Linked DNA regions of Mus musculus: regions 2 and 3 are each linked to region 1. Evidence: chromatin contacts called from public Hi-C data. All regions are on one chromosome and are shown on one strand. The core of a region is the stretch at or near the end of the contact, and the rest is flanking DNA. Distances in the headings are between cores, read along the strand shown. Region 1 overlaps Prkag2 (protein kinase, AMP-activated, gamma 2 non-catalytic subunit). Region 2 holds the start of Prkag2 (protein kinase, AMP-activated, gamma 2 non-catalytic subunit). Region 3 has its middle 4.1 kb from the start of Gm33836.

Region 1 (3,390 bases), core at 80-2,579:
CTCTGCTCAAGTCAGGTCTCTACCACCCGCTGCTCATAAGACTGGGGGTGGAGTCTGAGTTTCTGAACCCTGACAGGTTCTTTCTTTACCTGTCAGAGTAGAAATAATTCGACTTCCTTTGCAGTCCGGGGTTAAAAGGAAGGGACGAGGTATACCTGTCTGCTGCGGCATGGACTAGTGGGCTCGAGGGGACACCTCTCATTTCATATCTAGAAACCAGCTGCAGTGACTTGTGGTGGGGAATGTAGGGAGACCAAGTTGAATGAGGGGAAAATGGACTACAAGAGACTGGCACACAGGTCCTGATGCTGCACCGAGCCTCCTGAGAACCAGTGGCTCTCTCAGCCAGTAGGGGACTTCTATAGAGTCTCTTCTCTTCATCTTTACTAGTGATGCTGTTTAGGGGTCAACCCTGATCTAGTAAACTTGCTAAGATTTGACATTTTCTTATGAACGCAACAAAACAGAAAATTTCTTTTAAAGATAAAGTCTCATGTACCCCAGGCTGACTCTGCACTTTGCATATAGCAGATAATGACCTTGGTCCTTTTATTATTATTAATATTTTACTTTTTGAGACAGGGTCTCACCATGTAGCTTTGGCTGTCCTGGAACTCACTGTGTTGACACTGGTCTTGAACTCATAGCCATGCTGCTACTGTTGCCTCTGCTTCCTGAGTGCTGGGATTCAAGGCGCGAACCCCCACATCTGGCATGATTTTGAACTTTCAATCCTCCTGCCCCAGTGTTTTCGGGCAAGGATTACAGGCACAAATGGCCACAGCTAGTTTATTGGTGAGGGGGATCAAACTCAGAGCTTTGTGCATGTCAGGTAAGCACTCTGCTATGACCCAACTGAGCTATGGCCCAACAGCACATATGTGTAAACACAGTCTGATCTAGGTAGTAATTTAAAAAGCATTCTAGGATCAGCTAGATGGCTCACGGGTCAAAGGTCAGACAAGGCTGGTGACCGAGGTGCCACCCATAGAGAATTGATTACACACACACACACACACACACACACACACACACACATATACACACACCCAGTGTGGTTCATGTACTCTCTCAAATAAGAAATACAAGTAAAAAAGTATGCTCTTAAAACACAGCTACGTTTGTGTTTTAGGGAAAGGTGGGGTTGTATGCCCCCCCCTCCCACAACACAGTCCCTTTTTTCTGCTGTTTCTAGATCCTGCCCCTACCCCCCATTTTATTTTTTTAGAAAAAACTGAAAATGGACTTTGCCTCCTTCAGGGGAATCCATGGCCTGAACACTCCCTCCCTTTCAGGTCTCACCAATAAGCTACCTGCTGACTGTGCTCGCAGAGACTGAGTTTCTAGAGGCACAAGTGCTAAAAGCCCTTTCTGTTCAAGTTCCTGACTCAGAGGAGGGCAGGCGACATGTGTTTCCGAGGTGCTTTTCTCCCACATCACAGATGTCCTTGTGCAGGGGTCTTTGCCTGGTCACACCAGCTGCCTGCGGACATTAATACATGGGTTGAGCACGCTGTGCTTTCACACCTGGTGGGAACAGGCCTGCTTTTTGTTGCCCATTTGCAAGGTTGAAGAGGCAGGCAGGTGGAGTGCAAACGTCCACACCCACAGCCACGCACCCAAGGAGTTCGAAGGGTGGGGTGTTCAGCTGCTGAGACCAAGCTCTCTGCTGGGGCTGACAGTACTGCTTGCTTCACTGGCTCTGCTCCGGAGTGCCAGGCTCGGGCGGCCTCCTGGGGGTACTATGGCTGTGCTCAAGCACAACACGGCTAATACAAAGTTATTTCTACGGATCATGCTTCCGTTCCTAACAGGTAAGTTACATTAATACTCTGTGTCCCAGCTGAGGATTGTGAAATACTGGCAGTGCCATGAGCCAATATGGTTTGTTCCTTCCAAAGCTCACACTGGAGCTTGTGAGGTATTAAAAGGGTGGAGACTTAATCAAGTCTGGATTAGATAATCATGGGTGGAATCTTGGTGGCTTATATGAGAGAAGGACTAGAGGCCAGGGATGTCACACAGTTGGCAGAGTGCTTGCCTAGCATGCATGAAGCCCAGGGTTTGTGACCAGATGTGGTACAGGTTTTATGTCCAGCACTGCAGAGAACAGGTACGGTGGAAGGCTTGGGTAATCCCAGTATTTGGATGGTGAAGGCAGGGTATCCAGGTTATTATTTTTAAGACTTATCTTGGAAAAACAAGACCCTGGAGGAAGAGAGAGGAGGAAGGGAAGGAGAGAGAGGCACCAGAAAACACACTGGTGCCCTGAGGTTTGCCATGTGCCCTGTGCCTCCCTCAGGACTCCTGTAGTAAGAATGCCACCATCAGATGCACTCCAGACCATTTTTGTTGAAAGTAACCTGGTCTGTAGTATTGTGTCCAATAGCAACAGAAAAATACACTCTTAGGTGCTACAGTTTCTCAGACTGTGTCTGGGCCTTCCCAAGCTGAACTCCAATTGCCAGACATTAAGAAAGGGAGTAATGAGGCAGGCGGATTTCTGAATTCGAGGCCAGCCTGATCTATAGAGTGAGTTCCAGGACAGCCAGGGCTACACAGAGAAACCCTGTCTTGAACCCCCCCCCCCCCAAAAATTGGGGGGAGTGGTCAAATTCAATTCTAGTGATTAGAACGGGTAGAGAAACTCCATCTTCCTTCTGTTCTTTCTGACTTCTTAGCCTGGAGTCAAGTTTTGGCAAACAACAACAACAAAACCAACAACAACAAAAAACCAAGAAAACAAACAACAACAACAACAAAACCTGCTCAAAGTCTTCCATGGCCCATCAGGTGCTGAACCGTACACCCTCAGCTCCGCATCTGAATCCCATCGCTAGTATGCAGCTCTAGTGAAGTGCACAGCTCTCACCAAACAGCAACCGGATCTCTGGGGTGCCCTGCAGTGTGAGGCTCAGGGTGTCCAAGCCAGCCTCACTGCTGGCTATACATATCTATAAATCCAAATTTCATTCTATCATCAGCCCATCCATCCATCCATCCATCCATCCATCCATTCTACATCTAATCCATTTATCTATATCTATCTAGTCTAATATCTCTATATCTACCTAACTATCCATCTAATCTATTTTCTCTATCTAATCTAGTTATATCTATATAATTTATGTATTTATTTATATCTATTTATGTCTATCTATCTATCTACCTACCTATCTATCCATCTATCTTACTATAAAAGAAAATGAGGCTTTTAACAAAAACATATTTCCAACAGCCAAGGAAGATGGGTGCCTGGGTGCCTGGCTAGAGCATTCAGTGCCTATCGCCTGGTGTGGTGATGACTCCTGTTAACTGACACTGGGGTGGGGGGGATGTGGGAGTGTGAGTTTGATGCCAGCTTGGGACACATAGTAAAGCTTTGCCTAT
Region 2 (3,290 bases), core at 249-2,748, 170 kb after region 1:
CCATTGCTTGCTTGGTCGCTGCCAGGATGTAGCCAAGTGGGGTTTCCCTTTGGGTAAAGCTAAAGGCTGGGGTACACCTCCTGAGAATTGATCCCCCTCTACAGAGAGGAGAACAAGTGCCCTTGGGCTACCAGCTAGGGCAAACCAGACTGATGCTCAGCACTGAGCAAGCTATTCTGCATGCTGCTCCCTCCGGCTGTTTAAGTCAATGTCACCAGAGTCCAACCAAGGTGGCAGGGTATTCTGGGCTGAAGTTAGCAATAGCCCTGTATAGTAAGCCGAGAAAACCTCAAGCCCCCAAATTCCACGAGGCACAAAATATTCCTGGAGTCAAACCACGGGAATCACTGCAAAGGGCTCCAGCCGCGACTCACATGCATCCTGAAATTGGTGTGGAGGGAGAGCTATTTGGGGGTGCTGCCTCACCGTGGCACCCCGCGATATTCCCACCCACCACTCCTTTCCTCAGTCCCCGGTGGCGGCGGCGGCTCCTCAACTCACGCTTCCCCGCACTTCACAAGAGGTCCTTTTCAACAAAACAACACAACTCACCACCCCCCTCCCCAGCACCCGCACCGGCCCGATCCAGGGCTACGCCCAGTCCGCCACCAGGCTTTGCGCACCCGGGAGCGCGCTTCTCGTACTCGCTTCCCAGCAGACACCCTTGCCTCTGTCCTAGACAATCCCATAGCTCCACTATAGTACGGACCAAGATCCAATCTCGGGCTCTGCGGCCCAGCTTGGGCCCTGCCCCTCCCCCTCCCCAGCCTCCCGAAGGGACAGGAGGGACAGGACGGCGCGCGCAGAGTGTCCCTTGTTAACCGCCTAGGCGCCGCGGGAGTCTGGAGCTCCAGGGATGGGACTCACCGGAATGTGCACTCGCAGTGACCGCCTCTTCAGGCTAGGGTTCTTTTTGCCACTGCTCCCGCCCGGGCTGGAAACCTCTTTCTTCTTCTTGGTGTCCATGGCTGCGCTTCCCATAACTTTAGCTAGAAGTTAATTCCGGTGCCTCGTCCCCGGGGTTCGGTCCCCTCGCTGCCTCCCAGGACTGCTGCCGTTACACTGGAGCCACGCGCTTTTTATGACTGTCCTCCCACCCTGAAAACACCTCGTGGGGACTTCCGCGGGGAGGGCGGGTGGCGCAGGTAACACGCGGGGCTCCACCCGAGGGGCTGGCAGTCCGCGGAATGCCGGGTTGGAGCGTCCTCTTTCTCCTACGGAATCATTGGGTGCAGAGTCTCGGCCCGTGCTACTTTTGGTTACGCGTGGCAGAAGTCTTGTGCTGGGTGATAAAGTTTTCCTCCTTCTGCAAAGCGAAGCAACATTTTCCACCTCTCGGCTCCTCCCACAAATTCCCAGAGGTAGTCGGCCAGGCAGGTGCAATTAACAACAGCAATTTGGAAAACAGCCTTCTCGTGTCTGTGCCTCGATGGAAACGGTGGCCAGAGACACTTGGTAGAGAAATGCATAACCCTGGGCCGCACAATAAAGCGACAGGGAGCCTGGGACCCGGAGGGCCTCCTCTTTGGGCGAGAGGGAGGGCAGAGGGGGAAGAGGAGGTGCAAAGGCGAAGACTCGTCGCAATTGGGCTGGCGCGTGGCCGCAGGAATAAACTGTGGCGGCGGCTGGCTGGGTTCTGCGGGCCGAAGGGCGCGCCCCAGCCCCTAGGGGAGAATAGGGCAGGGCGCCCGCCCCGGGCGGCCTCTGAGCCGCGGCCCCCGGGACCCGGGGAACTGTGGGGGCCGGGTCTGGCACCAACGTAGGCTCTGGGAGCGCTGGGCGGTGGCAGGCGGCGCGCGCGTTGAACAGGAAGTGCGCGGCGTGCGGCGCCACTGTCCCACTCCACGCGGCCCACGCTGCCCCCGGGTGGTCGCCGTGCACTCTCTGTCTCAAGGTAGGCCAGCTCCGGACTCGCCAGGAGCTGATTCTGATCCATCTGGTTTTGCTGTGTCTCTGTTTAGGTCCAGCCCCCGGAAACACACACCCGCAGCCCGACCACGCCACGATTGAAGCCCCGGGTCAAAGTGGTTCGGGTGACCGCACTCGCTTCTCGCAACGCCGCCCCCCTGCGGCGTAGGGAACCCCATCCTGTCCAGAGCGGCCTGTGGCGTGGTGAGTGCAGGCTTTTCTCCACAACTTGGTTCTTTTCAGATTCATCAAAGATTGCGCAACAAACCTTGATCTTTGGCAAAGGCGCTCTGGTCTCAGTAAATGCTGAAGTCCTAAAACCACGAGAGGAAATGGGTGCGTCGGAGCCTGAAACCAGGGCGAACACGCCACGTGCTCCCGGATCTTCAGAGCCACTGGCTGCAGATCTGGTACTGCGGGCTGCTCAGGGCCCTGGTGTTCCTCCCAGGCAGCAGGACCTTGGCTTCTGGTCTGAGTGAGGGGCGTGCTTCCTCTCCTGCTCAGAATTGAATACCGGCTGACCCCAGTGATCACTCCAGCTCTTTGAAGCTAACATCAGCCCACCTGCTCCCTGTAAACAGTAATACACGGACAGTACCTATAGCATAAACGTGATAGGGGTTCCTTTGACGAAGACATGACACGGGTAAGGAGATGGCCTTTACTCCTCTTCCTGCTCTCCCACCGTAGAGGATGTGGTTACCACTTTAAGACCATGATTTAGTAAAGGACCTGTCTGTCCCATGAGAAACCCATTGCTGGGTCCAGCAATCCCCTGGATTTCCACGGTACCAGCCAAGTTCCTGCAAATTAGGTAAAACCCTACAGCTGGGGGGAAGGGGGCGATCCTTGGTTCATCAGGTAAGTTTGTATACATCCTGCTACCACACTTTCAAAACAAGAATGAAGTACACCTCCTCCCCAGAGCCCCCAACCAGTATCCCTAAGCAGCTTCTGGAGAGTCCTCTGAAGGTTCTAACCCGGTGTCGGTGTCGTCACCCTCCTCCCCAGCCTGGCTCCTCACTAAAGGACTCCCAGGACCCCAAAAGACATCATTCTACTGAGGGTTCAGACTGCTTCTTAGAAGCAGAAGTGAGAGGTTTGGAGGGACGCAATACCAACGTCCAAGGAGGCTACCCTCAGCCACTAAAAAAAGAAAAGAAAAAATCACTCCAGGTTTGTCAAGTGTTCTCTCTCTGTAGGTTGGAATGTTCATCTCTTCATGATGGTGTGCCAGGATGCATAAATGGTACCATGTGATGAGAAAGAAGTGGCTTTGAAAGAAGCAGCCATCAGAAGAGACCAAGAAGACAGAGGAAAGGACTCTGAGGGGAACGTACATGCTCCTTCTATCACCACCTTTCCCTTGGGGTGTGCGTGTG
Region 3 (3,004 bases), core at 12-2,511, 230 kb after region 1:
CCACACTGTGGCCCGGGGTACCTATTCTCTAGGTCATACCCATCTAGAATCTTTCCATATTGAACAGAGGGAATTTGACTTTCAAATTCTCTCTATAGAGTTATTCATTTTAAAGTTTTCTTTTTCTTCATTTTAAAAGTTATGGAGCCAGGCAGTGGTGGTGCATGCCTTTAGTTCCAGCACTTGGGAGGCAGAGGCAGGCAGATTTCTGAGTTCAAGGCCAGCCTGGTCTACAGAGTGAGTTCCAGGACAGCCAGGACTACACAGAGAAACCCTGTCTTGAAAAAAAAAGTTATGGTTTGTTATACCAAACCAAAAACTTGCCATTTTGGATAACTTTCAATGTATCAGCAGTCACAAGGTATGGCTGTCACCATTGTCCATTTCAATAACAGTTCTCCACTTCCTAAACTCAAACTCTACTACTGTGCCATACTGATCCCTGGCTCACACACTCCCCAGCCCTGGGAACTACCATTCTGTGTCATTATTTTGTTTTTAATATTTGTGTATATTGTCTGTGGGGTATGGGGGTGTTGGTATGTAGGGGCACGAGCAGAAGTCTGAGGACAAGTCAGATGGCACCTTCTACCTTGTTTGGGGTCTTGTTGTCATTTGCCATTGCTTACCCTGGCTAGAAGGCCAGGAAGTTCCCAGGGGGTCTCACGTCTCTGCTCCCCTCATCTCTCTGTATCTCAGTAACCCTCAGTCTTACCGGGACTGCAGACACATGACTGTGCCACATGTCCCACATCGGCCTTCTCACGTGGGTACTGAAATCTGAGCTCAGGACCTCATGCTTGTGCAGCAAGCACTTTACCCATGGCCACACCCCTAGCCTCCCCACCCTACCTTCAGCTGCTATGACTTTGACCATTGTGGGGACCATGTAGATGTGAAAGCTACCTGCCTACCCCCCCCCCCGCCCCAGGGCATGAGTGTGGTGGTGGTGGTGGTGGGGCGGCTACCTTTTGTTTGCTGAGCAGTGGTGCAGGCAAGGGAGAAATGGCCTCCTCCCTCCTTTGTTCTTCACTATCTAAGGCAGGCAGGAGAGCTGGCCCCAGGGTCATGAGGGTGGGAAAACTGGATATGTCTCACCTGCTACAACTCTCAGAAGAGAGGGCCCCACACCTCACCTGGGCATCAGGGTAGGGCTGTCCTGGTAGCAGGGGGTTTGCTGGTGAGCTGGTCCTGAGACGTGAGAGTGGGAGAGCCTGTGGGCTGACCAGCTCAGATGCCTCTCAGATCCAGATCCAGGACTTTGAGTTGGCAAACGCCAATATCTGCCACATCGATGAACTTCTGGAGTGCTCAAAGGAGCCGGTTCTACAGATCCAAAACTACTGGATTTCCATGACGCAGGGCAACAACAAGATATCAAGAGGAGTCCCAGTGAGGATCCAGCATCAATAGTGTAGAAGAAGCAGAGGCCTCGAACCAGACCAATGAACATTTGCATGCAAAGAAGTATGGACAAAAGGGTGCACTGTGAGACACACTGGGACACACTGCAGCTTCCACAAAAAGATCTTTTTCTTTACTGGGGGAAAGGTTGTAAAGGTGGAGGGTGGGTCTGAGGGAAGGGAGAGATGAGTGGGATTGGGGTTCATGATGTGAAATTCACAAAGAGCTGATAAAAGGTTAAGAGAAGCAGCAACAGAAGAGGAGGAGGAGGAAGAGGGGGAGGAGGAGGAGGTAGCGGTGATGGTGGTGGTGGAAGTTAAACACAGGATTTGTCCTTTTGGGACTGGCACATTTCACCAAACATTATGTCCTTAGGACTCACCCTGGCTGTAGCATGGGTCAGAATCTCCTCTATTGCAACTGTGTGGATACACCATAGTTTGCTTACCCAGTAATGTCCAGTGGACTCTGGTCATTATTTTAACAAACATTCTTTGTGCCAATGATGAGGCATGCACAGCATTTGGCGCTAGCCACATGATTGCTGCGGACAAAGTAGAGCCTGGACTTCAGAGGTAAAACAGCATTGAGTAATCATGCCAAAAGAGTTGATCTTTCTTGTTTGAAGAAATCATTAGTGCATAGACTGCTCTCAACTCACATACCCACACCATTAAAAAAATCATAACATCTGTATAGAAATGAATCAATAAATTGTGGGACTAGTCACGGAAAAGCTTGAAAACTACCATGCATGGCATGAATCTTCTAGGAGGTGGGGAGGAAATCTGAGAACTCTGCCTGTCTCTAGCCCCATTGTTTCTGGTTCCAGCAGCAGGCATAGCTGTAGGAGCATCCCTGAGTCTGGGAGGACAAGGGCAGAGATGCTAGTACTCTGCTCATACTCAGAGGCAATGGCTCCTATGCCAGCACAGGTGCCAGCTGGCCCCTGTCCTCTGGCTGATATTTATTATGACCTCTACAAACAGTTAACAGTTTTGTTGTTTTGTTTTCTGAATCAGTGTCTCAGAGAGCACAGGCTGGCCTTCAATTCCTTATAAAGACCAAGATGGCCCTAATTTCATGATTTCTCTGCCTCAATTTCCTAGTTGCCAAGATTTGGCTAAACTGTTTCTTATTGTTTGCTTTTAATATTCTCTCTCTCTCTCTCTTTCTCCTTCTCCTTCTCCTTCTCCTTCTTCTTTTCTTCTTCTTCTTCTTCTTCTTCTTCTTCTTCTTCTTCTTCTTCTTCTTCTTCTTCTCTCTTCTTCTTCCTCTTTCTCTTCCCTCTTCCTCTTCCTCCTTTTTCTCCTCTTTCTCCTCCTCCTGAAATAGAATCTGATGTATCCCTGGCTGGCTATGTAGCTAAGAATGGCCTTGAACTCTGATGATCCTATTTCTGTCTTTTAGAGGTGGGGTCACAGCTATGCCCTATGTGTCCTCTTCATCCAGTGCTGGGGATTGAACTCAAAGCTTTGTGCATGTTAGACAAGCACTCCACCAAACAAGATTCATCTTTAGTCCTAAACTGGACTAAAATTCTTTCAGTTTGTCACAGGCTCTGTGATCAGTTCTGGAATTTGTAGTAAGAGAAGAGGCT

What was found. Hi-C and Micro-C count contacts between places; a contact is called where the count stands out from the background.
Region 2: a Hi-C map of liver shows a contact between it and region 1, with 2.5 times the contacts expected there. The contact joins the promoter of Prkag2 here to the enhancer-like site in region 1. A contact is called at or near these places in 3 of 39 promoter capture datasets (the 3T3-L1 cell line and liver), 3 of 484 Hi-C or Micro-C datasets (embryonic stem cells, liver and nephron progenitors), 1 of 115 datasets of contacts at active chromatin or transcription factors (hepatocytes) and 2 of 9 other capture datasets (adipose tissue and pancreatic islet).
Region 3: a contact with region 1 is called in a Hi-C map of liver, with 2.6 times the contacts expected there. The contact joins two enhancer-like sites. A contact is called at or near these places in 7 of 39 promoter capture datasets (the 3T3-L1 cell line, embryonic stem cells, hippocampal neurons and 2 more) and 1 of 484 Hi-C or Micro-C datasets (liver).

What each region holds. Positions count from the first base shown.
Region 1 is chr5:24,930,087-24,933,476 of GRCm38.p6, forward strand. All of the region lies in intron 4 of Prkag2 (protein kinase, AMP-activated, gamma 2 non-catalytic subunit), which reads right to left. Among named protein-coding and RNA genes, the nearest start is that of Gm52767, 12 kb to the left of the region's middle. Within about 2 kb of position 1,330, at least 13 of the 459 cell types and tissues checked have an H3K27ac peak or open chromatin away from gene starts, as enhancers often do. A contact at or near this core is called in hepatocytes and liver, where this site is marked.
Region 2 is chr5:25,099,144-25,102,433 of GRCm38.p6, forward strand. It overlaps Prkag2 (protein kinase, AMP-activated, gamma 2 non-catalytic subunit), which reads right to left and starts at 1,499. Exons shown (of 16, transcript NM_145401.2): 1 at 868-1,499. The coding sequence starts at 981. Gm42232 (a long non-coding RNA gene) reads right to left here and starts at 860. Exons shown (of 2, transcript XR_880887.2): 1 at 710-860. It overlaps 2900005J15Rik (RIKEN cDNA 2900005J15 gene), which reads left to right and starts at 1,832. Exons shown (of 1, transcript NR_027851.1): 1 at 1,832-3,290.
Region 3 is chr5:25,162,255-25,165,258 of GRCm38.p6, forward strand. No RefSeq gene overlaps it. Among named protein-coding and RNA genes, the nearest start is that of Gm33836, 4.1 kb to the right of the region's middle. Within about 2 kb of position 1,262, at least 5 of the 459 cell types and tissues checked have an H3K27ac peak or open chromatin away from gene starts, as enhancers often do. A contact at or near this core is called in liver, where this site is marked.